2 separate regions of the Sus scrofa genome follow, and region 1 is linked to region 2. Evidence: chromatin contacts called from public HiChIP or PLAC-seq data. All regions are on one chromosome and are shown on one strand. The core of a region is the stretch at or near the end of the contact, and the rest is flanking DNA. Distances in the headings are between cores, read along the strand shown. Region 1 overlaps EML1 (echinoderm microtubule-associated protein-like 1). Region 2 overlaps EML1 (echinoderm microtubule-associated protein-like 1).

Region 1 (4,330 bases), core at 821-3,320, 65 kb after region 2:
AATTGCTTCACTCTTTGCAGGACAAAAGCCAGGTTAGTCCTGGTCCTCGGTGGATTTGCCAGTGCCCAGCATGGCACCCAGGATAAGTTGATTCCAAATAAGTATTTATCGAGTAGATGATTGTGTTGATTTAGCGTTACTCACTCCGACTCTCATGACAGATGACATCATCAGAGAATCTCTGATCACATGTACAAAGCTACCGGTCAGATTAGTATTTTTTCGGTGGTAGAAGTTGGGAATGTTTTTGGCACAATTTTGGAAGACCAGTTCTTGTTTCCAAGTCCCATCATGAAGGAAAGATGTCATGGTAGCTTATCACACTCAGAGCTGAAATTTAACCATAAGAAAGATGGCCCCTTTCCCTCTCTTGTCCGTGGCAGAAATTTTATTGTGTCTGAAATTTAAATCGGCAAAAGCCGTTGGATGCCGCTGTAGCGTCATGTACGGAGCCACTGTATTTTCAGAACATGAAAGGTTTGGGGTGTGGGAGCAGGGGTCGAGAACAGAAGGGAAGAGAAGCTATGGTGGGTATCAGTGCATCTCCGCACAGATGCCCGAAGCCCTGAAAAATGTGCTGTCTTGTTAGGCACTCTCTCACAAGGTAGGACTTCCACCACTTTCAAAACAAAGACCATGCTTTTTCACTTGCTGTCCAGAGGAGACAGCTTCTTCGATATTCCCCACTGGTTATGTAAGGATGCTTCTCATAGTGAATATACAGTGTTACTCCTGGCTGCCCTTGTTCCTGCAAATGTCTTGTCTTCAAGCTCTGTTTTCTGTCCTTCACCCCGAGTCCTAGTAAATCCTCTTTAGCTCATGAGAGCGCTTGGCTCTCAAAAGGAAATGTCTCGTTTGTTTTCTGTCGACAACAATAACATTTTTTTTTCAAGCTTAACATGGTAATGCCAATGTATGAATGACAAATATCTTGAAAGAGCTGTGATGGGTGATACCCAAGTCTGTACATGAAAAACCAAAATGATTTCCAATTTTAATGTGTGGTGAGTTCTGAAATGTATTGAAGCTTATTACCAAAGTGTTTTTCCGCGCTTTCCTTCCTGCACTCATGTTTATTCTGCTTTGTTTCTGTGCCTCTCGTGCGTAGATTAAACAGGTCTGTGAGTCTTCTCAGTGCGTGCAAACTGAACAGATCAACACCCAGGTGAGGGGTCCTTAGATTGCCTTTGTAACCCTCGCTGCTGCTTCTGTCTTTCCCCCTCCCTTGTAGCGCGGTAGCTTAGAGGGTTTTATCCGATGCCTGCCGCGGATCAAGTCTTGTACCATATAACTCTGTATTAATAATGATTGACCTCTGTTGGATTTTTAGATGTTCTCCATCTCTGTTCTGTGGGTCCTCAAAACCCGTGTATTTGGGGGCTTCATAAACCACAGGTTGTCTTCATTAGGCGGCTCAGAGAGAACACGCAGTCAAGTAGCCTCAAACACGTGTTCCTTTAGACCCCTGAAGTTGTTCCCTCATCTGTAGAATGGGGATAATGATACTTTGGCAGGGGATTTGAGGTTTAAATTAAATGACCCGTGTAAGAGGCAAAGCTCTTGATGTATGTGCCCTGTTGCCGCCCACGTGTCTGTCATTGACACCCCTCAACCCTTCCAACCACCCTGTCAAATGTGACTTGTTAGCACGCTGGTCAGCCTTTGCTGTCATTGATGAACAGTCATGGGTTTTCAGCTCTTTAAGGGAGTTTTGTACAAGTCTCTAAATTGCCGTGAACTCGCCCTGAACTCCCACAGGGACGCCGTGGAGGTGACGCTCGGGGCTGCCAGCTGCCGGGGCACTGTGCCCAAGAGCTTTGTGCCGGCCGCGTGGCAGAGAGAGAGAGATCCCACGACGTGAAATTAGCTTGGTGTTTTTCGTCACTGGAAGATCTTGGGCTTTAAGCCCCAAAGGCTTCTGTCATTTTCAGACTTCAGTCCCAGGGCTCAGAAGTATGTTGCTCTCCTACGATCTGTAATTTCCTTGTCCTCAAATTGAGAGTTCTAAAAATGCACACTGTGACCTGAAGGCACGCCCGTGCAGATCCCAGCTGTCGGCTCAGGGCCTCCTCAGTTACCAGAGAGACGACACTGCAAGTGTCTTCAGAGCATCTCGAGTGTGGGTCACGTAGTTATGATCACCCGCTCACAAAGCCGGGTGGCTTTTCAAAAGCCGATACGCCGAGCCGTTTTTAAAAACACGCTACGTGATTGTTTACTGACCAATTGGAAGTTGCAGATTTAAAAGGACTGAAAGTTGGCCGAAGGAAGGGACAGCCGTGGAGGAAAAGAGAAGGAAGGGAAGGCAGCGGAGCCTCTGGGCTCTCACAGACTCTAAATCCATTTTTAAAATTTTTTTCCTTTTTTTATTTTAAAACTTTTATCGAAGTATATTTGATGTACAGTGTGGTGGTAGTGTCTGCTGTATAGCAAAGTGATTCAGTTGTTTATGGACACACATCCTTTCGCAGGTAGGTTATCCCGGAACCTTGGGTAGAGTTCCCTGTGCTGGACAGCAGGTCCCTGTGTACCACTGAGCATCCATTCCATGTCTCATAGTGTGCATATGCCAGTCCCCGGCTCCCAGTCCATCCCTCCCTACCTCCGCCCGTCCCCTTTGGTGACCGTAAGTTTGCTTTCGAAGTCTGTGAGTCTGTTTGTCTGTTATTTACTTGTGAGGACGGAGAGCTTTGGGGTCCAGCCCAGGGCCAGCCTCAGTCTTGCTGTCTCACGTTCCGGTTGAAATCCCTTTCTTTTACCACCCTCCCCCGGCGCTGGGCTCACTGGAGCCCCTGAGCTGCATCAGCTGGGTCCCTCCCCTGCAGCCCCAGCAGCCTTCACTAACCAGCCCCTCTGGGTTCTGCCTCCCCCAGGCTCCCCCGCCTCCTTTTCTCTGCCCCCTCAGATTCGCATGGCAGTTCCTCAGCTCGTGTCTAACAAAATTCCTCTTTCCCTGGGCCTCTCTCCCTTCTCATCGTCTCTTCTTCCTGGCGGGGAAATTTGCTCCCCGTCTGGGGCTCAGTGATACCCAGCTGACCGTGCAGGTCCCGAGCCACCTCCCGGATTACGGCGTGCGCTATCGCCCATCCCCACTTGGCTCTGTGCACCCGGACCAGACCTCCCCCCACAGCCCGGCCCTGGAGCAGCACTGCCTCCATCCCTGTCCTTCTTTCTCTCAGAACAGGTGCTGAATTACAGCATCTCGTGCCTCTTCCTGCAACGGGGTCCATGGGACTCTCCCATTCATTATTGTTTCATTTAGTCCATCCTCTCATTGAATAAATATTTATCCTGCTCCTATCCTGGGCTCTGCAAAGACACATATCCCTCTAATAAGAAGGATAACTGAGACAGGATCGCAAGAAACATACGGCCTAATGAGGATGCTAAAGAACGCTTTATACTGTAATACACTCCCAGGCTTCAAGAGCAAACCGTCAACCTGCAAACCCTGGCCTGGCCGATGGCCCCTCCTGTCTGTGAATTACCTGTGCGTGGGGTATCTGTTTTCCTAGGACACCCTCTTCCCTACCGTGTCATTGTGACACATTCAAGCCGTTCATTTGAGCTCTGCCGGAAAGTCACGATCTGCAGGAAGCCTTTCCCAGATGTCCACAGTAGTCCCTCTGGTCACACAGAAGGAAGGAAGAGCTGGCATGGGTACCACCTCTCAGCTGGCCTCCTGCAGGGCGTGGAATGTGTCCAGTGTTACATGTGGCACCCTATGTTTGTCCCACGTGGGCCTTTAAACCAGAGTTCTTCAGTAGCAGCAGCACTAGTGCCATGGCGGGCTGGATCGTTCATGGTCTCAGCGCTGTCATGGGCACTGTAGGGTGTTTAGCAGCATCTGTGGCCTCTACCCATTAGATGCCAGTAGCAACCCTCTCCCCCTAGTGTGATAAGCAAAAGGTCTCCAGAAATTGCCAGGTGTCCCTGGAGGGGCAGGGTGACCCCCTAGTGCAGCTCCACCAGTCTAACTGAAGCCTGCGCAGGGGCGGGGGTCACCTCCCACTAAGTCCCTGGAGAGTTCTCGCAGAGGGGTCGGGGAGCTTATGTTTCCGCTTCCTCGATGACCTTGAACTGCACGAATTGCCCCGGCTCCAAAGGCAGTGCGTAGAGGCATCGATCTCAAGGTGACATCCTGAAAGGTCTTTTGATCTCTGTAGTGGGGAATTTAGAACCAGTGTATCTTTCAAATGTCCACATGGAAATAGGACGTTCTGTGAAAACAGACGCTCAGCAATAAAATACAATCACTCCACGAAGGGTTTCACTGTCACTTATGTTGTGCTTTTAGCACCATCAAGAGGACCAGCTCTTCTGAACGGGT
Region 2 (4,217 bases), core at 1,119-3,618:
GACAAAGGGCCGTGCTATCTTTAAATGATCATGGAAGGCCGAGGGAGCACTTCCTGCTCCTGAAAAGTTGTTCGGGACAACCAGAAATACTTCTTCGTTGTTTACAGCGGTGAAATAACTCCGTCGCATGGAGCAGAGCCTCTTAGTCATTGGAGAGTGGAGTCAGTGTAGCAGCTTTCAATAGTCATGGACTCTACATATTTGTGTACGTAGCTTGGTGAAAAAAAACACAACTATATATATATATATATGTATGTATGTCTCTATATGTCTGTATGTATTGTATATATAGAAATTCACACACACAGGCATACACATACATACCATTTTATTTTGTTGATTTACCTTCTTTTTTTGTTTGGTGTGGCCTCGAAACACAGGCCACCTGCTGTAATTTGTTCTAACGTGGGAGGGACTTATGGAGAGGAGGTTCGGTGTACACAACACCATGTGTGTGAAACACTGTGGACAAAGGGATTTTTCAAGAGTAATTTTGACACGATGTCCCTCTCATGTACTGACCTTAAAACACAACCCCAGTGTAACCCCGTCTCCAGTCTAGTACCTTAGAGCTTGAAAAGCACCTTCAGATCTGTTTCTCCCTGAATTCTCACCACCGCGCTCTAGCGTAAGTGACATCCCTGCTCTTCTGTCACGTTCCTGTTACAGATGATGCGCCCGGTCAGATGGCAGGTGGATGTTAGCTTCCCCAGCGCCACTCGGTTCAGGAAGTGACTGATCCCAAGCCCAGGTCTCCAGCAAAACCCAGGGTTCTTTGAACAGTGCCATGTCGCCTTCTGTGTGTTAGTGTCTATATCGCTCTGGCAATCTACCTATATAAGAACACTTTATTTAGAAAGAAAATATGGGAGCTCCCACTGTGGCTCGGTGGGTTCAGAACCCTATAAAGTGTCCATGAGGATGTGGGTTCAATCCCTGGCCTCATTCAGTGGGTTAAGAATCTGGCGTTGCCGCAAGCTGTGGAGTAGGTCCCAGGTGTGGCTCGGATCTGGTGTTGCCGTGGCTGTGGTGTAGGCTGGCAGCTACAGCTCTGATTTGACTCCTAGCCTGGGAGCCTCCATATGCCGCAGGTGTGGCCCTGAAAAGCAAAACAAACAAACAAATAAATTGGAAGGGAGAGAGGAAGGAAAGGAAGGAAGGAAAGGAGGGAGGGAGAAAATACGGCACAGCTAATTGCATTTTCAATTCTGCAAATTTTATTGCTGCGGTGGTTGTTTTCTTAAACCTTGAAACAATTATTGATAGGGATGCCTTTTAAGAAAACTGACATTCAGAAATCTGGAAGGTTAAAGCATAAGCCATTACAAGATTATTTATAGAATTCTATAGCATGTTCTTAAAACCATAAATTTCCTTACGTCACTGTAAATTTCCTCATCTACTCAAATATGTTTGCCGAATATTGACCTTGTTCTTCAGGGCCACATCCTGGGTAAAAAGTGCCTTGCCTTTTTTTTTTTAATTCCTACTCTCCCTGAAATCATCTTGGAGCGATTTTGCTGTAATACCTCTTACTTGTGGGGTTTTCCATTCTGGCTGAAGCATCAGCTGAAACCTGCCCAGAAGTCATGTCCAGGCCTCGGGCAGGTGCCCTGGAACCCAGGTTGCACTCTGCCCGTCTGCTCGTTGTCTCCTGCATGTTTATCTTGGATGCCTGAAGATCCAGTGGCCTGAGGGAGAACTAGCTTCTAAATCTGCCCCTAATCCCTTATCTGTGGTTTCAAAATCCAGAAGGCTCTGAAAACCAAATGTCTGTTGGGAGCTCAGCTGTTATTTAGACTGGGCCCTGTGGGACATCATTTGCTGGGGTGGGGGTGGGGGGACCTCCCCGAATCGAAACCTGTGGCTTTTAATGGTTTCTCCCTTTCCCGTGAAAGTTCTTCTGCTCTGTGTAGAGCTATTTTTGAGTGTCATTAAGGGCTGCTGCCAAACACCCTTCGGGGGGTATTGGGTCATAGGGGGTCTGCGCCCCCGCTTTTGTTCTGAGGTCAAAAGCCTGTCAGGCCCTGGGGGTTTGAACCGGGGAAGGGCTTGTGGACCAGTGGGACCCGGTGGCCAGGCTGGCCCGTGCCCAGCAGTTCCTGCTGAGACCATATCTGTGGACACTGGCCTCATGCTTGACTGGCGTTCAGGGGAAAGCTTGGCTTGTAGGCGGAAGGGGCCCCTGGGGGAGCCACGAGGCCCCTGTACCATAGTCATCTGTCACAGCGCCGCTAGGGCCGGCCAGCGGCCTACAGAGCAGGCAGCCAGATGTGCCGAGGATCGTCCGGCCAAGCAGAGTTCGGGGTGAGTCTTCTGACCACTGAGGTCACCCCGCCCTTCCCTCTGCAGGAATCTGCGTCTGCTCTTACAGGGCCTGGCTCTTGGCTTGTGAAGAGGAACAGGACGCTTCCCATCTGCTTCATATCTGCAGCTTAGAATCGTTGTAGTTTCTCATTCCGGCCCCTTTCACAGCCGAGGAACTCAGGGTTCGGTAGCCCCCCCAGGACACACAGCTCGCCATCTGCAGGGCCCGGCTCCTGCTCTCCCTTCTCGGCTGCCTTCAGAGGCCCCCAAGTCGGATGTCTGCCCTCCAGGACTCGCCTCTGCAAAACTCAGTCCAAGTGCAAAGGTGGCTCTTTTTCACATTCCTGGGACAGATCATTTAACCGCAGCGTGCCTTGGTTTTCCCTGCTCTAAAGCAGGCTTCCCAATCCTTGCCCGTGACACAGTCTGTGGGACTGTGCCTTGGGACCGCAGGACTCCCTGACCACATGGGGAAGTATTTCTGATTCCTCTGCACGCCACACCCAGACAGGTCTGTCTGGGGGTCCCCCGTATTTGGGGGGTTCACCTCCTGTCCTTCTCTCCACACCCTCCTTCTTGATCCTCAAGGGCAAAGCCTCTCTCGTCTTTGAGGATGTGTTGGCCCAGCTCACTCCTGAACATTAAGTGGTCGTTGGCGTTGACACAGCAGAGAGATGTATGCTTGTGGTTGGGGTGATGTGGGCTTGCTGACACTGACAACATGGCCTTGGCACGTATGCCAGCTCAGTCACGTGTGCCTGGGGGCACTGGCCAAGCTCTGTCTTTATGACACCAGAACAGCTGGGTATAGACTGAAAAAGAAGGCCACCAATGAGCCTCTTCTAACCTAAATCTAACAGGGTAGATGTCATTCCGTATCCAGATGAACATTCTTCTTTGAGACTCGGTAACTAGCGACAGTAACTGCGAGGCTGGCCGATTGTCTACAAACCAAGCGGCCTTTTGTTGCAACCATCCAGCACCGTGGTGGGGGGAGGTGGGTGGGAACGTGTCGCCTGCCGGGAACCTCTCCGTGACCCTTTGTCCTCGCATTCTGCCCTCCCAGTGTGCCTGGTCCCTTTCCCCTCCTTAGCGGTGGGCACTACCATTTGTCTGGCTCAGAGGTTTCCTCCACGCCAAAGAGACTCAGAGAGTCAAGATTTAGGGCCGGTTTGAAGAGGGAGGGGATGCGAGGGGGACGCAGGCATCTCTGCAGGGTTGCTGCGTGTCTCAAGGATCAAGGAAATAACATAAAGCTCTGAACAGAGGCTCCCGAATAGTTTGTTTGGGGATCTTAGCGACCAGCGTCTCGGTTACCAACTGCTTTGTTACAATTTGCTTTTCTTTAGCTAAACCTTCTCCCGTGGTTTTTAAAGCAAGTGAACGGGATGAAGTGTTTCTAAGGGTAATAATTCCACCTCCTGGTCCATGGCTAACAAGCAGAGGGTAGGCAGAGGGGCCGTGAGCCAAAGCATCTCTGACCAACTCTGCCAAAGAATCCGCTCGACACTCTGTCAGCTCCGCGTCTTGCCCTTCAGGCGGAATAAATGCGTTGCCGCCCTTGGAAGCGAAGTGCCCCATTTGGCCCAGGAATCGTCGTTAACCCTCTTTCTGGAGGAACGATGATGAATCTCATTGTGTTGAGCAAAGCCGTTTTGTGTGCTTTGAAACACCAACCTTGTCACTTTTGTGTTTCTGCACGAGGGACAACAAATCACTGTCTCATGCAAGAGAAAGACTGACTTTTGATTTGAGGGGAAACAAATAGAACAGTTGCTTATCTTTACAATTATTTTTCAAATCTTCAAGGCCAAACTTCCATACATAGATGTGATTCTGTTTGTTTGTTTGTAGAAAAGATAATCTTGGGAGTTCCCATTGTCGCTCAGTGGGTTAAGAAGCCGACTAGT

The links. HiChIP or PLAC-seq counts read pairs in DNA pulled down with a chosen protein or histone mark.
Region 1: an H3K27ac HiChIP or PLAC-seq map of skeletal muscle shows a contact between it and region 2. The contact joins two enhancer-like sites. A contact is called at or near these places in 8 of 47 Hi-C or Micro-C datasets (adipocytes, embryonic fibroblasts, epiblast stem cells and 4 more) and 1 of 2 datasets of contacts at active chromatin or transcription factors (skeletal muscle).

The regions. Positions count from the first base shown.
Region 1 is chr7:120,833,386-120,837,715 of Sscrofa11.1, forward strand. EML1 (echinoderm microtubule-associated protein-like 1) reads left to right here. Exons shown (of 23, transcript XM_021099697.1): 4 at 4,298-4,330. Among named protein-coding and RNA genes, the nearest start is that of EML1, 130 kb to the left of the region's middle. Within about 2 kb of position 2,071, at least 8 of the 83 cell types and tissues checked have an H3K27ac peak or open chromatin away from gene starts, as enhancers often do. A contact at or near this core is called in skeletal muscle, where this site is marked.
Region 2 is chr7:120,768,108-120,772,324 of Sscrofa11.1, forward strand. The region is part of intron 1 of EML1 (echinoderm microtubule-associated protein-like 1); the gene reads left to right. Among named protein-coding and RNA genes, the nearest start is that of EML1, 67 kb to the left of the region's middle. Within about 2 kb of position 2,369, at least 30 of the 83 cell types and tissues checked have an H3K27ac peak or open chromatin away from gene starts, as enhancers often do. A contact at or near this core is called in skeletal muscle, where this site is marked.